2 separate regions of the Ovis aries genome follow, and region 2 is linked to region 1. Evidence: chromatin contacts called from public Hi-C data. All regions are on one chromosome and are shown on one strand. The core of a region is the stretch at or near the end of the contact, and the rest is flanking DNA. Distances in the headings are between cores, read along the strand shown. Region 1 overlaps CRCP (CGRP receptor component). Region 2 overlaps TPST1 (tyrosylprotein sulfotransferase 1).

Evidence for each region. Hi-C and Micro-C count contacts between places; a contact is called where the count stands out from the background.
Region 2: a contact with region 1 is called in a Hi-C map of liver, with 2.6 times the contacts expected there. The contact joins two enhancer-like sites. A contact is called at or near these places in 3 of 16 Hi-C or Micro-C datasets (liver, skin fibroblasts and tail adipose tissue).

The regions. Positions count from the first base shown.
Region 1 is chr24:28,512,605-28,516,870 of ARS-UI_Ramb_v3.0, forward strand. The region is part of intron 5 of CRCP (CGRP receptor component); the gene reads left to right. Among named protein-coding and RNA genes, the nearest start is that of CRCP, 29 kb to the left of the region's middle. Within about 2 kb of position 2,312, at least 15 of the 54 cell types and tissues checked have an H3K27ac peak or open chromatin away from gene starts, as enhancers often do. A contact at or near this core is called in liver, where this site is marked.
Region 2 is chr24:28,635,246-28,639,511 of ARS-UI_Ramb_v3.0, forward strand. The region is part of intron 3 of TPST1 (tyrosylprotein sulfotransferase 1); the gene reads left to right. Among named protein-coding and RNA genes, the nearest start is that of KCTD7, 36 kb to the right of the region's middle. Within about 2 kb of position 2,511, at least 5 of the 54 cell types and tissues checked have an H3K27ac peak or open chromatin away from gene starts, as enhancers often do. A contact at or near this core is called in liver, where this site is marked.

The DNA.
Region 1 (4,266 bases), core at 1,062-3,561:
GTAGGCCAGAAAGTTAGTTCCAGTTTTTCGTAAGATGTTATGGGAGACCCTGAGCGAGCTTTTTGGCCGAACCAATACATATTTTAAAGAACGTTAAGAGGACAAAAATAGTCTTTTATATTTACTTAGAATTTTGCTGTTTCTTTTCATCATTCATTCCCGTTCATGTTTACTTTTTAGCATTTACTTCAGCCTGAAGACCTTCTACTAGCACTTCTTTTAGAACAGGCCTGCTGGCTGCAATTTTCTTAGTTTTGGTTCAAATGGGAGTGTTATATATATTCTTTCATTTTGGAAGGATAGTTTCATGGGATTGAGTGATCCTTTCTTTCAGCTCTTGAAAGATGTTAGTTTAAAAAAGAAGTCCTGTGACTGCTTTCAATACTTTTCTTTGTATTTGGTCTTTGAATGATTTATGGTTTTTTTTTAAAGTTTATCTTTGCTGAATTTCTTGGTTATGTAAATTTTTATCTCTTACTCTGGTTTGTGAAGTTTTGGGCCATTATTTCTTTAAACATTTTTTTCTGTCCCAGTCTCTTCCTCCTTTCATTCCAGAACTCCAAAGACGCAACTGTTAGAACTCTGATAATTTTTCTACATATTCCCAAGGCTTTGTTTTTATTGTTGTTGTTTTTTAAAGACTAAGTTTTAAACTGAAATATGGTTGATGTACAGTGTTGTATAACTTTCAGGTGTACAGCATATTGATTGAGTTATCCATATATATATATATGTTCTTTTTAGATTCTTTTTCATTATAGGTTATTGCAAGATATTGAATATAGATCCCTGTGCTGTATAAGAGGTCCTTGTTGTTTATTTGTTTTATATATAGTGAATGTGTATCTCTTAATCCCAAATTCCTAATTTACCCCTCCCTTCCTTTGGTAATCGTAAGTTTGTCTTCTGTGTCTGAGTCTTTTACTGTTTTGTAAGTAAGTTTATTTGGGACCTTTTTTTTTTTTTTTTTTAAGATTCCACATGTGATATATTTGTCTTTGACTTACTTAGTGTGATAATCTCTAGGTCCATTCATGTTGTTGCAAATGGTATTTCATTCTTTTTTATGGCTGAGTAATATTCCATAGTGTGTGTGCGTGCGTGCATGCATGCGTGAGTGTGTGTGTGTGTGTGTGTGTGTGTGCGCGCGCGCACACACCATACCTTCTTTAACTGTTCGGCTCTTGATGGTCACGTGGTCCCTTTTGGGACTTTCAAAATGTGTATGTTGGTTCATCACGTGGTGTTCCAGGCTTTATTCACTTCTCTTTAATCCTTTTTTCTGTTCAAGTTCACTGACTCTTTGTTTGGCCTGTTCAGATCTGCCTTCGAGTCCCTCTAGTCATTTTCATGTTAGTCACTGTGCTTTGCAGCTCCAGAATTTCTCTTTGTTTCTTTCTGTCTCTTTATTGATATTTCCATTTTGTTTATGCATTGTTTTCTTGACTTTCTCCACATCTTTTAATTCTTGGAGCATCTTTAATGTTTTATTTATTTTTGAGATGGTTGTTTTAAAGCCTTTGTCTAGTAGACTTTTTATTGGGTTTTTTTCAGAGACTGTTAATTTGTTTATGTATTTGCCTGGGCTATACTTAACTGTTTCTTTGTTTACCTTGTGAATTCTTTGTTGAAAACTGGATACTTGATCTAATAAAATCGTAGCTCAAAATCAGATTTTCTTCCTTTTCCTTAGGCTTTCTGACTTTTGTTTATTGTTTACTATTTTTGTACTGTAGTGGGTTGTTTCTGTGCTGAGAGTCAGCTTGAGGTATGAACTCAAGGTCTTCTCAGGTCTCTTCTGAGTGTGCGCCTTTCCCTAGGCATGCACAGTCTCTCTCTGATTTTCCCCACATATGAGCTTTTAGGGGAAAAGAAAAAAGGTGGAAGGGGGAATGAACACCGGATTTGTAAACTCTTTCTTGACCCTTTAGAGCCTGCTGCTGCTGCTAAGTCGCTTCAGTTGTGTCCGACTCTGTGCGACCCCATAGCCGACAGCCCACCAGGCTCCCCCGTCCCTGGGATTCTCCAGACAAGAACACTGGAGTGGGTTGCCATTTCCTTCTGTAATGCATGAAAGTGAAAAGTGAAAGTGAAGTTGCTCAATGGTGTCCAACTCTTAGCTACCCCATGGACTGCAGCCCACCAGGCTCCTCCATCCATGGGATTTTCCAGGCAAGAGTACTGGACTGGGGTGCCATTGCCTTCATTAAAGGTTGTTTCCCGAGAGACATGAACATGCCAGGGCTCTAACATACCCTTGCAAAAGCTCCAGGCAGTGTTGTTCTGAAAACAACCAGTAGAGGGGGCTGCAGGCTCCTTTCACTGTAGCTGGGTCTGGCTCCTCTGGAAGCAGGCAAACTATCTACAGCCCATTGGAATTCATCTGGCCTCAGTGCCTTATGACTCAGGGGGCTGCTTGCCACAGGCTATCAAGACCTGGATCACTTGTGCTAGCCAGTGCATTTTAAGACAGGAATCACGTGGGTAACAGAAACTGCTGAAATGCTCTTTAATTCTTTTTTCTGAATATCCCCTGCTAGAGTTTTTCTCTTATCCTTTTTTCAGGAAGAGGAGATTCAAGATAATAGCCCCTTAATGACCTGGTTCTAGTACTACAAACTGGGGCTCCATTAATTTGCTTAAAAACCTCCACTGCTGAAGTTCTTGAGAGTTTGATAGGAACCATGTTTTATTTGACTTTAGGTGTCAAAGTCCAAGAGTAATCTGGAGGCAGCAAAGCTCAGGGTAGATAGATGGGTGCAGGTTTCACTAACATCTGGAATGTGGTTACTCTGCTTAGAGAGCCTGGAATCTCGCCCCTTGTCTCCCTGCTGTGTGAACAGTGTCTCTCTCTGGAACGTCTCCTGCAAGTCATTGCTACTCTAGCTCTTTGTTTTCAACTCATGTTTGTCTCATGGTAGGTTTGTCTTAGTAAGGATACAAAGATGAATAGCTACAATGTAAGTGCTATGGCAGTTGGGACATAGCAGAGAGACACTGAAGTGTCAGAATTTGAGTGTATCATTTTGCCTGTGGGAGGTGACACTGGGTTTTCATATAAGGTAATAGCCAGATATAAGTGAGCACATGCTTTCTAAGCAGAGGGAACATGATATGCTGGAGCCTGTAATCAGGAAGTACTTCCTGTGTAATATTTGCAGTTTCATTTGATTGGAATATGAGTGCTTAGGGGACATGAAGGCATTTGAACCTAGAGAGACTGACAAACAGGAGATGTCAGTGGGTTCTGAAGGTTGAACTAAGAAAGTTTAAAAACTGTGTGCGGACAGTGGGAAGATTAGAAGCAGGATAATGAGATGACCAGATTTTTATCTTTTAAAGGGTACTTTGTTTGTAAGAATGAAGGTAGACTGAAAAAGTGGCAGACGCTTGAGGACAGAGGCCTTTGCCCTTTAGCCAAGAAGAATTGAAGTGGCTGTAGAAATGGTGAGGGTGGGGACTGGGGACAGATACCTTGAAAGAAATAGAATCAGTAATTCTTGGTGTCTTAATATGGGCAGTGGGTGAGAGGGAAGACTTGGGGATGATTCTGGCCTGTGTATTTGGCTCTTCACCAAGATGAGAAGTACGGAGAGAGGAACTGGTTTATTGGGAAAGGTAGTCAGATTGCTTTGGGATAGGTTGAGTTTGAGGTTTGTCTGGGGTGTTTAGGTGGCAGTTGGTTACAGAGGTCTGGAGATCAGCTCACTACATGAAGACATGAATTTCTTTGTTCTAACCTGTAATGGCAGATGAGATTGTGAGGTTTGGATGAAGAACTCAGTAAAGATGAAAGATGGCACCATGGGAATGCCACAGAGGCAAGCGGAAGAGGAAACCTTCCACTTGTAAAGAGATGAGGGAATAGAAAGATAGGTGAATCAGGGAAGAATGGTGTGTGGAAGCTGCAAGGGCAGATAGTTATAAGGAGGGAGTGACCAGCAGTGTTGGCTACCGCAGAGACAGGGAAGGACAGGGCAGAGAAGCCCTCCAGAGTGATCAGTGTGGAGCACTCTGGGCCCCTAAATGAGAACAGTTCTGGTGATCATTTGGGGCAGGAGCTAAAGTGCAGTGAATTAAATGAAGGAGAGAAAGTAGAAATGATAAAAATGAGCCTCTGAAGTCAGGGGGGGAATGTTTGGAACCCCCATCCCCCAAAATGGAGCCTACAGTACATGTGGTCCTGTGACTTCAGCTGGGCTCAGCTCCTGGGGTGCACAGCAGAGAACTTGCTTGGTTGGTCTGACTGCCTGACCTGCCTGCTGC
Region 2 (4,266 bases), core at 1,261-3,760, 120 kb after region 1:
ATTGGAGAAAAGCTCAAAACTCAAAAAATCTGAATATATACCTTACCTCTATAATCTGTTTCAAATCAGATCTTAATGTATTCTTTTTTTATTGTGGTAAAATTCAAATCACAGAATTTACTGTTTTAACAACTTATAAGTATACAGTTCAGTACATTTGCATTGTTGTACTGCTGTCAGCACCATCCATCTCAAAGACTTCTTTCATCTTTTCAATTTGAAACTACAAACTCATTACACATTCCCGCTTCCTCCAGCCCCTGGCAACCACAATTCTACTTTCAATCTCTAGATTTAGTCTTTTTTGAAATTTCAGTTTAAATAAGACAACCATGTTAGCATAAGTCACTGATAGGCTATTTGATTTTCAAGATCAAAATTTCTTGCCTTTTTCTGGTATTCTCTTTTTATGTAGTGTTCTCCCCTCCCCATAGTCTTATATCACCTCTTTATTCTGTCCTCCTTTTGATACTTTTAACTGACTAACATATATTTCATGAGGCTAGTGGATAGTGAGTGGTTGACTATTTTCCCCCTAACATTTTATTATGAAAAATTTCAAACATACAAAAAACTGAAACAATTATATCCACTAGCTACAATTAACATTTTTCTGTATTTACTTTTTCACATAATGGATTTCCATGTGGATTTTTTACTCTTAGATATTACTTTTCTCTTTTCAAGTCATTAGTGGCTATTTGGAATGAGCTGTTTTCTTATAAACCATCATATAAGGAGGCAGATTCTTTTTGGTTTTAAAATTATCTTTATCCTTTTAATAGTTTTCCTATATGTAAGCATTATTATAAAATTATAAGCTCAGTTTATAAAATTTATAAAATTAAAAAGATAGGAAAAAATTCACCTATAATGTTACCACCCAGACAAATACCATTGTTAGTGTTTTGATGAATTTCCCTTTCTTCTGTACATGTTAAACAAAGGTAAGATTACATAACTTTTAATCTTACTTTTGCACACACAAAATCTTGTATCCCACCCTTTCCGCTTAATATTCATGAGCATTTTCTCATTGTGCACATGTTTTTTAACATAATTTTCATGGTTGTATAAATAAATCATTATATGAACCACTTTAAATTGAAACACAGCAGTAAGTGAATGAATGAATGAAAAGTGAATGAATGAATGAAAAGTGAATGAATGAATGAGGTTTCCCTAGTATGTGTTGTATATTCATTTCACTGTTTTTCTTTTGTTGTTTACAGTTTACTCTTTGGCAAGCAGTGCTGCAGTGAACATCTTTGCACATACTGCATTTTAGTGGGTTCTTTTTTTAAAGGTTAGAATAATGAGAGTGGAATTAAACTATGTCAGAGTATCTAAAATTTTGAGGTGCATGATATATGTTGATAAAGATTTTTTAGTCTTTTGAACTAGCAGCATAATACAGGTGATTTTCTTTTAGATTTTTGCTAATTTCAATAGGTTTCATTGATTAATATAATCGAACATTTCCAGTTATTACCTGCATCTATATATTCTTTTATGAAACTATTTCCTAAGTTTAAAAAAAGTTTTATGTGTGTTAAAGTTTTGTCAGTTATGTTCTGCTAAAGACAGTACACAGTCCAGCATCCATTATCATAGTCGTTTTTAATTTCTTGGTGATTGGTAATTCGTAGCTTTTGCTTGTGTACATACTAAAATGGTTTTTATAAACCAAGGTACATGTATAAATTATATTTAGAGGTTTCCTAAGCAGTAGACATTATAGTTTTCCTGCATGTGAGTTGGCTGGTTAGACTGTTCTTGGCTTGCTTGAGTGGTTAAGTAGGGAAGAATGCTGTGGTTTGAATCCTTGTGACTAGAGAGTTTGTTTCATACACATTTGTGGCTTTTGAAGAGTTTCGAAGTATAGGCTGGAAAAAGCCTCCCTCCCTAACCCTGTCTATCTCTAAAGTAACAAGTAATTTTGGGAGAAAAAAGATAAAGTGTGAAACATAGTTGCATTTTTGAGCTTTTTGTAATAAAACATAGAGCCGACATCCTTGTTTTGTGGTTTTTCAAAGCTACATATTTTCAAGGCTTTTTTCTGTAAAAGCTCAGATGCTAATATATCCAGCATTGATGATTGTGAAGTTTCATAAAGTAATGCTTAAAAATTGATCTTCGCTTGTCAGCTGTGACATGAGATTGACTCCAGAGAAAGAAGATGGCTGGGGAGATTGTGCCCTTTATTTATGGGTTGGGAGTAGGGGAAAAATTCACATTTTGACTGGGAATATAGAATCCAAAGTTCTAGGCCTAAAAATTGTGTTTTTCATACAACTTTGGATAGTCTAGAAGTATTGGTGTCTGAGTCAGTGTATTTTGGAGACATGTTGCTCAATTTTAAATAGAAAATCATGTGCTTCATGGCTATTCTGACTCAGATGGTAAACTGGAAATGAAATGCTAACTAATATTCCATGTCCTTTCCCATCACTGAGGTCTCTAATCCCCAAATTGTAGCACATTTCAGTAAATAGCGCCCTCTAGGTTACATTCCAGCAATCTCCCTCCCCATGTTACATTCTAGCAATCTCCCTCCCCATGTTACATTCTAGCAATCTCCCTCCCCTTGGGTTTTTAATCTTTTTAGATTTATAGACTTTTGAGATCTGATAAAACTATGGGTCCCTGTCTGAGAAATAAGATAACATATATATAGAGAAAATTTTATTCTATAATTTTAATGGATTCATAGATGTCTCTAAAGCCCATCAGATTAAGAACTTCTGTTTTATAGTCTCCTTGAAAAGCTCATTCACTCGTGTGACTTTGATTACAATCTATTTGCTGATTATCATAAATCTGTATCTCCTAGGGTCTCTTTCTTGAGCCCCAAACTCATTTTTTTCAGCTGCTTTCTGTATCGCTCCACCTGGTTGTTCGCAAGTACTTCAAACTCAATGTCCAAAATGAATTTATTGTCCATACCTGTTCCCTGATAGAAGCTCGACAGATTGTTCTCTAAACTGAGCAAGAATCTAGAATAGGGGCGAGATTAGGCTGTGTTTATCTATATTTGCACTGTCTGTGAGCCAGGAAGCAGAGTCCTCAGGACACATGGGTCAAGCCCCAAACAGAGCGGTAACAGACTTGGTTACTAAACCTGAACAGTGAGCTGAAAAGCAAATCCAAGTGTGAATGGAATATCCAGTTGAAAACCAGATTAGATAGTACTAAGGAAGAACAAAGAGTCAAATAGAAAAGCACATATCAGTGTACAGAACCGACAGAGCAAACAAGAAGGAACTTGAATATTAAGTTAGGTGGGAGAGAGAGTTGGTTTATATTCCTGAACCAGACAGGAAGGGCACCCAAAGCTGGTGCTCCGTGACATCGTGGAGGGATAGGGTAGGGAGGGAAGAGGGTGGGGGCTTCAGGATGGAAGGGACACGTGTATACCTACGGCCAGTTCATATTGATGTATGGCAAATACCATCACAATATTGTAAAGTAATTATCCTCTAATTAAAATAATTTTTTTTTTAAAAAAAGGACACACTGAAAAAAAGAGAAGCTACAGCTGTTGGAATCAATGTTCTTGCATTAACAGGAGAGCCTGTAATGCACACCTGTGTTTTCAAAAACTTCTGTATGTTTTTCCTGTCTCCATGCATAGCATTTGTTTGTCTAGTGATCAAAGTTAGTTAGGATTACCTAGCTTTGCAGATGACATGTAATTAATTAATCACCAGGCCCCCTTGATTATATATTTGAAAGTATCTTGACTCAGCTCTTATTTAGCTACCTTACTTATTTCAGTTTCTCCTCATTTTTCACATGAATTATGCTTTATTCTCCTTTGTGTATGTGAGTGTATTCATTCTTCTACATTTAAAAAAATATTCAGTGACAATTACTTTTTTAAAAGTTCAAATCTGAATGTATCTGAACACACTATTCCCTTGTGTAAACCTTGAGTAGCTCCACTAGTACTATAGGATAAAGCCCAGACTTCTTAGAATGGTGCTTTTCAACCTAATCTTTGGAAATTTTCTGATGCGCTTTTTATTGTTGGTTTCTAAGTTAATTCCATTACAATTAGAGAATACGCTAGTGTGGTTTCAGTCCTTTGAAATATATTGAAAATTGCTTTGTGGCCAGCATATGTTCTCACATGTCACTTGAGAGGATGTATATTCTGCAATTGTTGCAGAATTCTATAAATATTGATTAGGTCCTGTTGTTTTGGTGTTGCTCAGATCTTCTAATTCTTATTGCTTAGAAGATCTTCTAATTCTTATTGCTGGG